Linked DNA regions of Macaca mulatta: region 2 is linked to region 1. The links are chromatin contacts, called in public Hi-C maps. All regions are on one chromosome and are shown on one strand. The core of a region is the stretch at or near the end of the contact, and the rest is flanking DNA. Distances in the headings are between cores, read along the strand shown. Region 1 holds the start of GIMAP8 (GTPase, IMAP family member 8). Region 2 holds the start of GIMAP7 (GTPase, IMAP family member 7).

Evidence for each region. Hi-C and Micro-C count contacts between places; a contact is called where the count stands out from the background.
Region 2: a contact with region 1 is called in a Hi-C map of CD4 T cells, with 9 times the contacts expected there. The contact joins the promoter of GIMAP7 here to the promoter of GIMAP8 in region 1. A contact is called at or near these places in 3 of 14 Hi-C or Micro-C datasets (CD4 T cells, blood and liver).

Annotation. Positions count from the first base shown.
Region 1 is chr3:189,835,127-189,841,335 of T2T-MMU8v2.0, reverse strand. GIMAP8 (GTPase, IMAP family member 8) reads right to left here and starts at 2,221. Exons shown (of 5, transcript XM_001098321.5): 1 at 1,625-2,221.
Region 2 is chr3:189,941,598-189,948,238 of T2T-MMU8v2.0, reverse strand. GIMAP7 (GTPase, IMAP family member 7) reads right to left here and starts at 4,009. Exons shown (of 3, transcript XM_015135272.3): 1 at 3,718-4,009; 2 at 2,933-3,058. It also overlaps the pseudogene LOC713371.

The sequences.
Region 1 (6,209 bases), core at 972-3,471:
AAACCCCATATTTATTAAAAGTACAAAAATTAGCCGGGCATGGTGGTGGGTGCCTGTAGTTCCAGCTACTTGGGAGGCTGAAGCAGGAGAATTGCTTGAAATCTGGAAGGCAGAGGTTGCAGTGAGCTGAGATCACACCACTGCACTCCACCCTGGGCGACAGAGCGAGACTCCGTCTCAAAGCAAAAAAAAAAAAAAAGAACTGAGAAGCAGACAAAAGAGATGTCACTTTGAATAGTAAAAGGGAAGTGACTTAAATTGTGTGTGTGTGTATATATATATATATGCAAGTGAAGTGAGATGTCTCTGCAAATTAATGTAAGAAAAAAAGACACTAGTGAGTAAACAGCAAGCTGAAGGAAGCAGAGGCCTCCCACAGGCCTGAAGAAGAAAGAAATTTCTTTCCCAATTAGGCGGCACAGCCTTGCATGGTTCCCCAGCAGAGTATGACCAAACCGATGAATCTTTGCTGGACTCCTGCCTGCAGCTCCACATGATGTCAAGACCTGCACACACACGCACACACACATGCACGCACACATGCACACTCCTACCACACATACAGCTTCCCAGCTGGTAGCCCTTCAGCCCAGCATGTAGAAAGTGCACTTAAGGACAAAAAGGAACCCAAACTCACCCTCCCTCACGCTCTGCCAGCCCACGTTTCCCTCTGCTCAATCTCCCAGGCCACTCTGGAGGCCCCAGCAGAGCAACTGAGAGAAAAAGAGAGCGTTCTTCCTGTAATTCACTGAAGACTGTAAAGGCAGCCTCCGCCTCCTTCTCAGGAAACAGCCCAAGGCAAATGTGGACTCAGGCATCTGAGCACAGCGTCCAGCCATGCGAGGATTCATCCCACATCTAGTCACAGTTCCCACTTATAGAGCAGGGTGGTCAGAGATGGCTCCAGAGCCCAGCGTGGGGGAGACCTTAGGCCCAGCCCAGCAGGGCAACCATCAAGAGGAAGGGAAGGGGTTAACTGCTGAGGGCCAGGTTGGCTGAAATGTAGATGAAATGAGAAATACTGTTTTTGGTAAGGTATTGACCCCTCCAATGCCCAGTTCACAGAATCCTAACTGTGCAAGGGGCAGGAAATACCAGAAAAGCAGACATGGAAAAATCAGCATCCCCCCACCCCCTGCTTTAGGAGCGCCGCTGGCTTCCTCCTGGGGGCTGCTCTGCGGCACCATCTAGCTTCATGGGACTTCTGACAGGCTCCTTCCGCCTGCTTCTTCCTCCCTTCTGCCAGCCTCAGCCCTCCTCCTCTTCAGGGCTCACGCCCACTCCCCCACGCAACTTCTGTCAGGACAGCCACTCTCACCGATGTCTGGGAATGTGCCTCTGTCCCCATCCTGCGGAATCTGCTCCCCACCAGGCTGGGGAGACACGCTTTGGACCAGGAGGAAAGCTTTCCAGGGTCCCTGCGATCCAACCCCACAAGCAGCCTCTTCTCCCATGGCTGAACAGGCGACCTTCCCGGTGCCAAGCCCATCCTCCCCCACAGCTATGCACCAGCACACACATCTACACACGTGTGCACACGTCACACATGCACTGCAGTCCTGTCCCATGGCGTCCCAGTCTCCAGGCTCTGCAATCCACCTGGCTCCATCCCTCCATCTCTCACCTGGGTGGAAGCAGCTGCTGGTCCCCCAGGGCACAGGATGTGAGGAGGGCGAGGAGGGTGAGGGGAGAACACCGGAGAGCAACCCTCTTCCCAGGCCTGGTCCTCCTGGCAGGAGGGTTTCGGGTGTTTCTGCAAAGGAAGAGATTTCTAGAAACAGCCTTCACAATCACAGAGGCATGCAGTTGGAGAGGAAGTTCCGTGTGCAGGCCACAGGCTCAGCACGTCAAGAGCCATCAGGGCTCAGGGAGGAGCCAGCATTGGGGACACACGTGCCTTCCCTGGGTGCTGAGTGCCTTGTGGAGTCACAACACAGCAGAAACTGAGGAGCCTGGCCTCTCCCGCAGCTGTAGACTGAGAGGAGGGAGGAGAAATGACAGCAGAGACTTGGCCAGGGGCTGGGGCACCGGGGCGGGTGCCAGGCTGAGCTTCAGAAGGGCTGCAAGAACAGGGGCTTGGATAGGGCAGGAGAAGGACGTCAAGCCGGTTCCTGTTCCTGAGAGGACAGAGATTGGGGCTCCGCTACAGGCTCCGAGCAAAGCCAGCTCCTGGCCTCTGTGTGCTCTGAAGTGGCCTTTAGGACTTCCTCTAACAAGTCCTTCCTCGCTTCCCTTGCCTTCCCTAAAACCCACAACCCAGGGAACTCCGAGCCTGACAGACCAGCGCTGCTTCTCAGGGAATGAATGCTTTTCCCCAGCTTGCAAAACATGTGAAATGCCATGCTTCGATGCTTTCAAATATTTCACAAAATGAAACCCCTTTTGTGAAAGAACATAGTGTCCCAAATCCCTGGTCTCTACTTCATAAGGAAGTCAAACACGGAGGAAGACTTCTTTAAAAACCTTTACTGGGGTAAAAATGATGTAACATTAAATGTACCATCTTAACCACGGTAGAAAGTACATTCACATTGTTGTGTGCCAGGTCTGCAGGACTTTTCATCCTGCAGCACCCAGATTCTCCCCATTACACCCCAACTCCCCTCCCCAAACCCCAGCCCGGGTAACCACCGTTCTACTTTCCATTTCTATGATTTTTTTTTTTTTTTTTTTTTTTTTTGAGACAGAGTCTTGCTCTGTTCCCCAGGCTGGAGTGCAATGGTGAGATCTCGGCTCACTACAACCTCCACCTCCCAAGTTCAAGCTATTCTCCTGCCTCAGCCTCCCGAGTAGCTGGGATTAGGCATCCGCCACCACACATGGCTAATATTTGTATTTTTAGTAGAAATGGGGTTTGCCATGTTGGCCAGGCTGGTCTTGAACTCCTAACCTCAAGTGATCCACCTGCCTCGGCCTTCCAAAGTGCTGGGATTACAGGTGTGAGCCACCACGCCTGGCCTGTTTCTATGATTTTTGGCAACGTCAGATACTCATGTGAGTGGAGTCCCACAATGTCTGCCCTTCTGAGACTGAGCAGAATGCCCTCGAGGTTCGTCCAAGTGAGTGCGGAACCGTCTGCACTCTGCACGCCGGGCTGTCTTCACGGAATGCAGAGGCTGGGGCCTCGAGGGACTGGAGCTCACTGCAGTTTTCCAAATGTCTGAGGTGGTGCTGAGCTTTCCAAAGGGACCCCACAGAAGGAGGAGCAGTGGGGGTAGCTGAAGTAGAGGGGCATGCTTCAGATATGAAGTCTCTATAGTAGTCAAAACCACAGGCTTTGGGGTGCTGCTGTCAGCCTATCACATCCCAAGGGATCCACCCTCTCCGTGGACTGGTCTTCATGCGCCAGCCTTGAGGGCTGCTCTACCTTGTTATGAACCTGAAGGAAACCCTGGTTATGCTGGGATGGCCCAAGAAGAGGTTTGGGGACACACAGGACACATCTTGATGGGGAAAACTGACAAAGCCCCTCCTCCCATGTCCCACTCCACCTGCCTCCTCATTAAAAGAGGATCTATTTTGGAAGAACCCCCACCCTTCCTTTGCAGTAGGTCAATGCACATAAAATCAACTCATTAAAATGATAAGACAAAAACCCTAAGCCAGGTACTGCAGTTCATGCCCGCTGCAGTACTAACAGAGGCTCAGCAAGAAACTGTTTCCCTAAAATAGAGAAGAAAAGGCTCACTCATTCTTAAATGAAATATTAAGCATCCAGGGATTGCTCTGAGTAAAACTGAAGCTGCAAATAACTCCTCAAAGATTCAGGAAGTCGATTATTTGCTGAGTTGACCATTTTGCAAAATGATCTTTCAACAAATCAGCTTAATTGATTTCCGTGCAGAAGGAAGGTTGCCGGGTTCTGGTTTGGCACCGATCTGAGGAAGGATGGGGGCTCCCTGCCCTCTAGTGGCTTTGTGGTTAATGACAAGTGCAGCAAAATGCTCCGCAGCGGGCTGAGAGCCCTGACTCAGCAGGCAGGTGAAACAGTGCGGAGAAGGACTGGACTTCCGGAAATCGAATAAGCCAGGAAGACACATGTTACGCAAGCAAGGAGAAATCCACCAGGACCAAGCACCGTATTAGACACAGAGGGCACAAAGATTAGCAAGGCAAATTCCTGACTCAAGGGGCCCTAACTCAGTCTGAGAATGGGGAAAAAGACTACGCTGTGGTCACGAAACGAGGTAATATGCTGTGACAGAGATGCGTCCAGGCTGCCATGCAAGTGAAGAGGAGACGATGTAAACCCCACAAAACGGAAAAACAACCAACTGAGGAAATAAACTTATAAACAAATCAGTAAACCCGACATTTCCTGTGGCAGGTACTGCCATGGAGAAGACTGCAAGGCACAGTGGAGCGAAGGCCGCGCGGGAAAGGTAATGCCTAAGTCTTGAAGAGCTGTAAACATTTGCCTGTCAGATGACGGAGAGGACGCCTGAGGCAGAAGGAGAATGGCAAACGCCACCGCCATCGGGGCCCTAAGACAGCCCGGCAGGTGCGGGGAAAAAGCAGTCAGGCTGGAGAGGGAAGGACCCGGAAGGACCAGTCGGAGGCTGCTGCAGCGCCAAAGCTGGAAATGAGAACTAACACAGAGACAGCAGCAAGCGGAACAGATTTATTACAAATTTAGAAAATAGAAACAATAAGGCCGGGCCTGGTGGCTCATGCCTGTAATCCCAGCACGTTGGGAGGCCAAGGTCGGCGGATCGACTGAGGTCAGGAATTCGAGACCACCCTGACCAACCTGGTTAAACTAAAAATACAAAAAATTAGCTGGGTGTGGTGGCCCGTGCCTGTAATCCCAGCTACTCAGGAGGCTAAGGCATGAGAATTGCTTGAACCTGGGAGGCTGCAGTGAGCCAAGATCCCGACACTGCACTCCAGCCCGGGCGACACGAGTGAGACTGTCTCGGAACAAGAAAAAAGAAAAGAAAAGAGGAGAGAAAAGAAGAGAAACAGTAAAAGAATTTTTTAAAAAGATGAATTCACAGTTGTTAACACGATTGGAGCAGTTGCCACATCAAAGGGAGTGCTATTCACTGCAGACGCATCTTTGTTATTTTGGAAAACATGATTATACGCTGTTTCATTTCAAAGATGGAAAATGTGTGTGTTTCCTACAGCTTTGGCAGATGGTAGTAAAGTGTCTTGTGACTAAATTTGTATGTTTTGACAATGTTTTGATGGAATTAAGTATCTTGTTCAAATGGAGTCCATGTCTGTTATAGTAATTAAGAAATATTATACTTATTTTAAAACTTTTAACTTCTCCTGTAATCCCAGCACTTTGGGAGGTCGAATCAGGTGGATCACTTGAGATCAGGAGTTTGAGACCAGCATGGCCAACATAGTGAAACTCCGTCTCTAATAAAATACAAAAATTAGCCAGGCATGGTAGCATGCACCTGTAATCCCAACTACTCGGGAGACACCTTTTTCTGATTCTCATAAAGGGCAGTGGTCACCCAGGCTGCCTGGATGTGGAGCAGCCTGGCATCACAGTACTTTCTAGTGGCCTTTATGGATAGAGGGTTGAGAGGCTGGTGTTTTACTAGAGATGAGCACATCGGCGTGGGGATACTGGGCTTGAGGCTTCTAGAGACAGAGCAAGCAGGGGCATCCAAAGGTCTTGATTGATTCCTGTTTCCCAAGGATTCTTCATGCCCATCCTCCCACTGAAAACAACTAAAAATAAAGAGGATAAAAACATTTTTAAATCTTGTCGACACCATCCAAGGGCCAATGAGATGATAAAGAATGACTTTCCTCCAGCCTGTACTCTTGCTGGGGCGCAGGCACCCTGTGCCCAGCTGCAGCCCTCAACCCCACTCTGTACCTACATTCAACACAGCTCCCCTGAGCTTTGCTTACAGGTTTCCTTTTTCTTTTCTTGTTTGTTTTTGGTTTGGTGGGGGTGGGGGGTGCCGCTATTGCTGCTGCTGCTGGTGGTGGTTTATTGCCAAGTGAGACAAAGTGCCCTCTTTTTATTGCAACGGTGACTTTTCTTCACCTTCTTAGCTGGCAGCAAAGGCCTAAAAGAGTCAAGTTGCTTCTAGAAGATTCTAGAGAGATATAGGCAGGCACAAGAGGCCCACAGACAATAATCAGGAGTGGAAATAGAAAGTTCTTAAACTCTAAGTGATTGATAGTGGTAGCAAACAGCTTTGTGAAGGTAAAAACTATGAGTCAATGGTAGTTAAAAG
Region 2 (6,641 bases), core at 2,760-5,259, 110 kb before region 1:
AAACCTAATTGCATTTTGTGTCAAGGATGAACCACACAAAGATTTGTCCTGAGAGGCTTGAAAATATAGTATTAATAATTTCACTGTGTGTGTGTGTGTGTGTGTGTATGTGTGTGTACTGTTTTGAAGTCCATCTAAAAGGCATAAACCATGGTCAGCCAAGTAGCAATGAGTGCACTTAACACCCAGATTGTGATCTTCAAATGGCATTTCCCACAAAATAAATTAGGACTACTAGGAAAAAGTACTGATTGCAGGTCTGGGCCAGTAAACATACAAGTTTAGCCTATAACATCTTTCATACTAGAAAGCAGGGATGTTATCAAAAATTACTTAGTTTTATCAGAAGAACTTGGAAGCTATCTTAAAGAGGTTCCAACTGGACAAAGATGGAACAATTTGAGCATCACTAATAAAGATTGTTCCAATGGATTAAAATATACCAAATATATTGAAATCCAGTAGTTTATAACAACACCATGTTCCTGAAAGAAGCTAATTGCTCCCTTGGAAGTATGCTAGGAAAGTGACTCATCATGCTGAACAATGACAACTAAAGGGAAAGAAGCATTTATTTTGTCTTTCATACATCTCATCTTTTAACTATATCTCACAAAAGTGAAAGAATCGCTGAATGAAAGTTCCTTTGCATAGGACTATTCCATCTAATAAATGAATAAAGAATGATAGAATATCATCTTTTGGTAACTTTTAATGAAACAAATTCATTCTAGACAATCATTAACATCTGCTAACATCACAAAAAGAGAGACACTCAAATATTATGTGCCTTCTAATGGAAGTTTAGGATAGCATCTATGAAGTATTCCCACTAAAAAAACAAAGTCAAACTTTAATCTGATCCAACCTCCCCATTAATATAAATTCACAGAAAACACTAGAGCTAGAAGTGAATGTTAAATGACATTGTTAGGATGCATTCAGCAGTATGAATACTGTCCAGTTCTGTTGGACAAAAGACCTTCCCTTCCTTAAACAAAGAAATTTAACACAACATTAAGTGAAACTTAAGAGATGTCAAACAATTGTAATGTATGAATTTTACTTAGATCCTACCTCAAATGATTTTAAAAATTATGAGATCTTCAGGGAAATCTGAATACAACTGGTAGTATTAAAATTTATAATTGTCTTTTGAAGCCTGTTTATGAAATTGTGGAAATGCTTTTAAATGCTCTTTATCTTTCAGAGACACATATGCAAATATTTACTGATAAAATGATGTAATGTCTGACATTTGCTTCAAAATAATCTGTGATAGAGTTGAGAATAGGAGCAGATAGTTGAACAAGACTGGCATAAATTGACAACTGTTAGATTGTAGTATAGGTACAAGGAAGTTCCTTATATTATTTTTACCTTTGAATAAGTATAAATTTTCCTCAAATAAAAAAATGAACCCATGTATAGTGTAACCACTATCGAGTATATAATGCATATCAGAACACCCTGATAAAACATGTTTTGTATATTTCGTTTACTCTTCAAAAATACTCTACAGTGAAACTAATTTTATTATTCTAATTTTTTAAATGAGGAAGCTGGTGTGGCTCAAAAATTCTGGGAAACATGCCTCTGGTCACTGTGCTAATAGGTATTGAGCAGAGAAGACATTCGATTCAAAGTCTGTCTGACTCTACCATGCTCACTCTTAACCTTGCACTCTACCGCCTGTTCTTGGTTACTCTCAGGCCATGATTCTAAATTTTCATTGACATGGCATCAGAGATAGATCAGTGGAGGGCAAAGGAGATGATCCACACTTTCTGCAAAAAAGTGAGCTGGGAGCCAGCCTGTGATAAGGGAACCGTGAGGAGGGCTCTGCATTTCTCATGGACTTTTCCATCTCTCCCATATTGAGAAGCCAAACGTGAGAGAGACAGTCAGAAAAATCACTTTAAAACTTTCTCAAGTGGTTCTTGGAGATCCAGAGGACCTCCAGCTAAGAGACAGGCTGAGAAGTGACAAAAGCATTTACAACAGAGGTGGACAGTTCTAAACTGTGGCCAGACCCAACAGTTCTAGAAAATTTCATAAGCTCCTTGAGATTTAGTTCCCTCCGCTATAAAAAGGGAAAATAAAACCAATCTTGCAGGGTTGTCCTTAGGCTTTCATAGAGTGATTTCTATAAAGGTCTTTTATAGCAACTCTTTTTGTATTGAATGGCGGAGCAGCCCCACAAGTTATACTGTTAGGGACACAGCTTGTCTCTGCTTAATGCTGGAAAAACTCAGCAGGCTGAATTCTAGTGTTCCTCTGCCATGAGTGATCTGGGTACCCCTTGGATTTGGGATTCTGGGTTAGGATTCTGGGTACCCCTTGAATTGGGATTCTGATTCTTTTTCAGTAAGAAGAGGGACTTAGACAGGTGGACCCTAAATTGCCTGTCACCTCTACGAATCTGCCTTAGGAGCCCTTAATTTCTTATGCAGGTTATCAGGCAATACTCTGTGTCTATCACAACAGCCAGTGAGTGGAGGGTGCACTATGCAGCCACGCATGTTCTGTTACATATGAGATGCATAGACTCAGCAAACACATCTCCTCACTGCCCTTCCTTCTCACCCCTCCCACAACACCTTCTATGCAGTGCTGCTAGCACAGTGCCCTGTCCCTCCTCAGGGCAGAGTCCACTCCACCCACACACCCTGTCTTCACTGCCCTTCACAGCCCAATAGCACCAAGCCCTCTTCTCAGCCAGGCTCATCTTCTCTTGAACAAGTTGAGTTTTCAAGTGCAAATAAATCTCCTCACTCCCCTTCCTACTCACCCCTCCCACAGTCCCTTCTCTGCAGTGCTGCTGGCACAGTGCCTTGTCCCTCCTAAGGGCAGAGTCCACTCCACCCACACATCCTGTCCTCACTGCCCTTCACAGCCTGATACCCCCGGCCCTCTTCTCAGCCAGGCTCACCTTCTCTTGAACAAGTTGAATTTTCAGATTTTCTCCAAGGAGGCTGCTTGAGCTGTTGCTTTTGCTTTGACTATGAGGCAGAAGTGCCTGCACCCCCACCAAAGCCTCTAAGTCAGGAAGCTCAGACTGGGTGGAGCCACAAAAAAAAAAAAGTTTGTCTTTAAAGAAACAGAAATACTGATCCATAATCTGGTGATTGCTTCAATTTTGCTGGTTGAAACCTTTTGCCCATGGGCCTGCTGTAAACACCATTTCCAAAGCTACAATTTTTGCTTCAGGTTATAGTGATGGGTGCAAAAAAGCCTTATTAAACGACCCAAATATTGCCTAGAAAACAAGGCACAGGATCTGATTCTCTTCCCTGGGTGGAGTGGGAGGCTGAGGGGTGATTTGGGGAAGAAGGGAGACAGGCATATACCTTGCTGTTTCCAAGCGTAGAGCTGGGGGTTCTTACTGATTGTGTAATATGGGTTTTTAATTGTAGTCTTTCAGGAAGGCCTCAAGTTACTCATTCAAAAGTTAACAGCACTGAGGCTCAAAGGCAGAGTCTAAATCATTAGGAACCATGGAAAAAAAGGAAGGTGAGGCCTGGAAAAATAATCTGCCCTTGACCACATAGTTTCTCTAGTTGCTTTTCATATAATTCTTCCAAGTTTGAAAATACGCATGACCTAACAAGTAAAGATGCACCCATGGAATAGATCCTACATCCCTTCCCCACCTTCCTCTCTACCCCACATCTTCCTACTCCAGTCTCAGGCAGAGATAGATTTTCCCAAATTTACCCAGTGGATGGTTCCAATCTGCTCTGGAGGTTTCTTGAGGTGAGAGGCATGCTCCCAAAGCTCTCGCAGTTGACCAGATATTCCGGTTGGCTCCATAAGAATACTATGTTTAGAGTTCCAAGCCCATAGCCCCTGTCGCGGCCTTGCCACCCTCCAGCACCCCATGCCAGGAGCGGGCCTAGAGCACTCGCCTTGCCCCTCCATGATCCGGGCTCCGGCACCTGCCCAGGTCCGCACCACTGGCAGCCTGAAGGGAGTCGCTGGCCGTGGTCGCCGCTAGGTATGATGTATCTGCATCTTGAAAGGAAGATGAAACAAAAGCCTTCTTTTGAATATTTGGATTTTTGTCACTTTCTGTGAACTAAAGCGATTTGGTGTCTCCTTTGGATTGTTTCTGCACTTCAAGAACACAAGTTGGATCACTCAAACCCAAAACACAAACCTGAAACCAGCATCCATCAATACTTGGTCGATGAGCCAACCCTTTCCTGGTCGGGTCCATCCACTAGAGCCAGTGAAGTAGTATGTTCCATCAACATTTCTCACTATGAGCTCCAAGTAGAAATAGGAAGAGGATTTGACAACTTGACTTCTGTCCATCTTGCACGGCATACTCCTACAGGAACACTGGTAACTATAAAAGTTACAAATCTGGAAAACTGCAATGAAGAATGTCGAAAGTTTTACAGAAAGCCATGATTCTATCCCACTTTTTCTGGCATCCCAATATTACAACTTATTGGACAGTTTTCAGTGTTGACAGCTGGCTTTGAGTTATTTCTCCATTTATGGCCTATGGTTCAGCAAGTCAACTCTTGAGGGCCTATTTTCCTGAAGGAATGGGTAAAACTTTAATAAGAAACATTCTCTTTGGAGCAGTGAGAGGACTGAACTATCTGCACCAATATGGCTGTATTCATAGGAGTAGTAAAGCCAGCCATATCCTCATTTCTGATGATGGCCTCGTGACCCTCTCTGGCCTGTCTCATCTGCATAGTTTGGTTAAGCATGGACAGAGCCATAGGGCTGTGTATGATTTCCCACAGTTCAGCACATCAGTGCAACCATGGCTGAGTCCAGAACTACTGAGACAGGATTTACATGGGTATAATGTGAAGTCAGATATTTACAGTGTTGGGATTACAACATGTGAATTAGCCAGTACGCAGGTGCCTTTCCAGGATATGAAGAGAACTCAGATGCTGTTACAGAAACTGAAAGTTCCCCCTTATAGCCCATTGGATATCAGTATTTTCCCACAATCAGAATCCAAAATGAAAGATTCCCGGTCAGGTGTAGACTCTGGGATTGGAGCAAGTGTGCTTATCTCCAGTGGAACTCACACAGTAAATAGTGACCGATTACACACACCATCCTCAAAAACCGTCTCTCCTGCCTTATTTAGCTTTTTACCACTGTGTTTGCAACAAGATCTGGAGAAAAGGCCATCAGCAAGCAGTTTATAGTCCCATGTTTTCTTCAAACAGATGAAAGAAGATAGCCAGGATTCAATACTTTCACTGTTGCCTCCTGCTTATAACAAGCCATCAGTGTCATTGCCTCCAGTGTTACCCTGGACTGAGCCAGATTGTGATTTTCCTGATGAAAAAGACTCATATTGGGAATTCTAGGGCTGCCAAATCATTTTATGTCCTATATACTTGACACTTTCTCCTTGCTGCTTTTTCTTCTGTATTGCTAGGTACAAATACCAGAATTATACTTGAAAACACAGTTGGCGCACTGGAGAAGCTATTATTTTAAAATCACTCTGTTCAAAGGGGCATCAGTTTGTAGTCCCTTCGGTTCACACAGAGTGCTATGACAACTCCAAGGAAACATCAGAACTACTAATCTAGCTAGTGTTATTTATTCTGGAAATTATTCTAAGCTGTGACTAACTCTCTTGATCTCTCAATATAATTTTTGAGTCAGTTAATTTTTTCAGTATTTTGCTGTCCTCTTGGGAATGGTCCTTCAGAGGATAGTGCTTCCAAATACATCTTCTCCCAGATTCTCTGGCCTTTTTAATGAGCTATTGTTAAACCAACAGGCTAGTTTATCTTGCATCAGACCCTTTCATGGTAGAGGGAAAATGTCCTTACTTTCCCTTTTTCTTCTGTTAATACTTATGGTAACATCTAACTCGGCCTCACTCACATTAAATGATTCACTTGAAATATATAAAAAAGAATACTGTGTTTAAAAATAAAAATAAAAAAGGAATATTATGTTTTTGATTTTGTGTGTATGTGTATATGTGTGTGTGCACAAAACTCGGGGCTTTTTTTCTGCTGCCACAATGCTAGATAAATGCAAAGCTTAACTTATTAAGATAGTGCAGAAATAATAACAGGAGATGAAAGGTATAGTACTGTTCTAGCTCTTACACAAATTAACTATGTAACCTTCGAGTATCAGCTTGCTATTGCTATCATGACAAATTACCAAAAATGTTGTGGCATAAAACAACATAAAATTTTCCTCTTACAGTTCTGGAAGTCAGAAGTCCAAAATGAGCATTATGGGGATAAAATCAAGTTAATTAGCAGGGCATCTTCTAGAGGCTCCATGGGGGAATCTGTTCCTGGCCTCTTCCAGCATCTCTATGCTACTAGTGTTCTTTGGCTTGTGGCTGCATAGCACCAATCTCTGCTGCCATCTTCACATTGCCTTCCTTCTTTGACTTTCTTGTTTCCCTCTTAGAAAGATCTTTGTGTTCAGATTTAAACTCATCTAGATAATCCAGTCTCCTCACTGTGAAAGCCTTAATTTAATCACATCTACACATCTACAAAGACTCTTTTGCTATATAAAGCAACAGTCACTGGTACCTCCCAATATCAAGTTTGTATTAGTTTCCAGGACTGCTGTAAAAAATTACCACAAACTGGGTAGCTTAAAACAAGAAAAAATTATTGTCT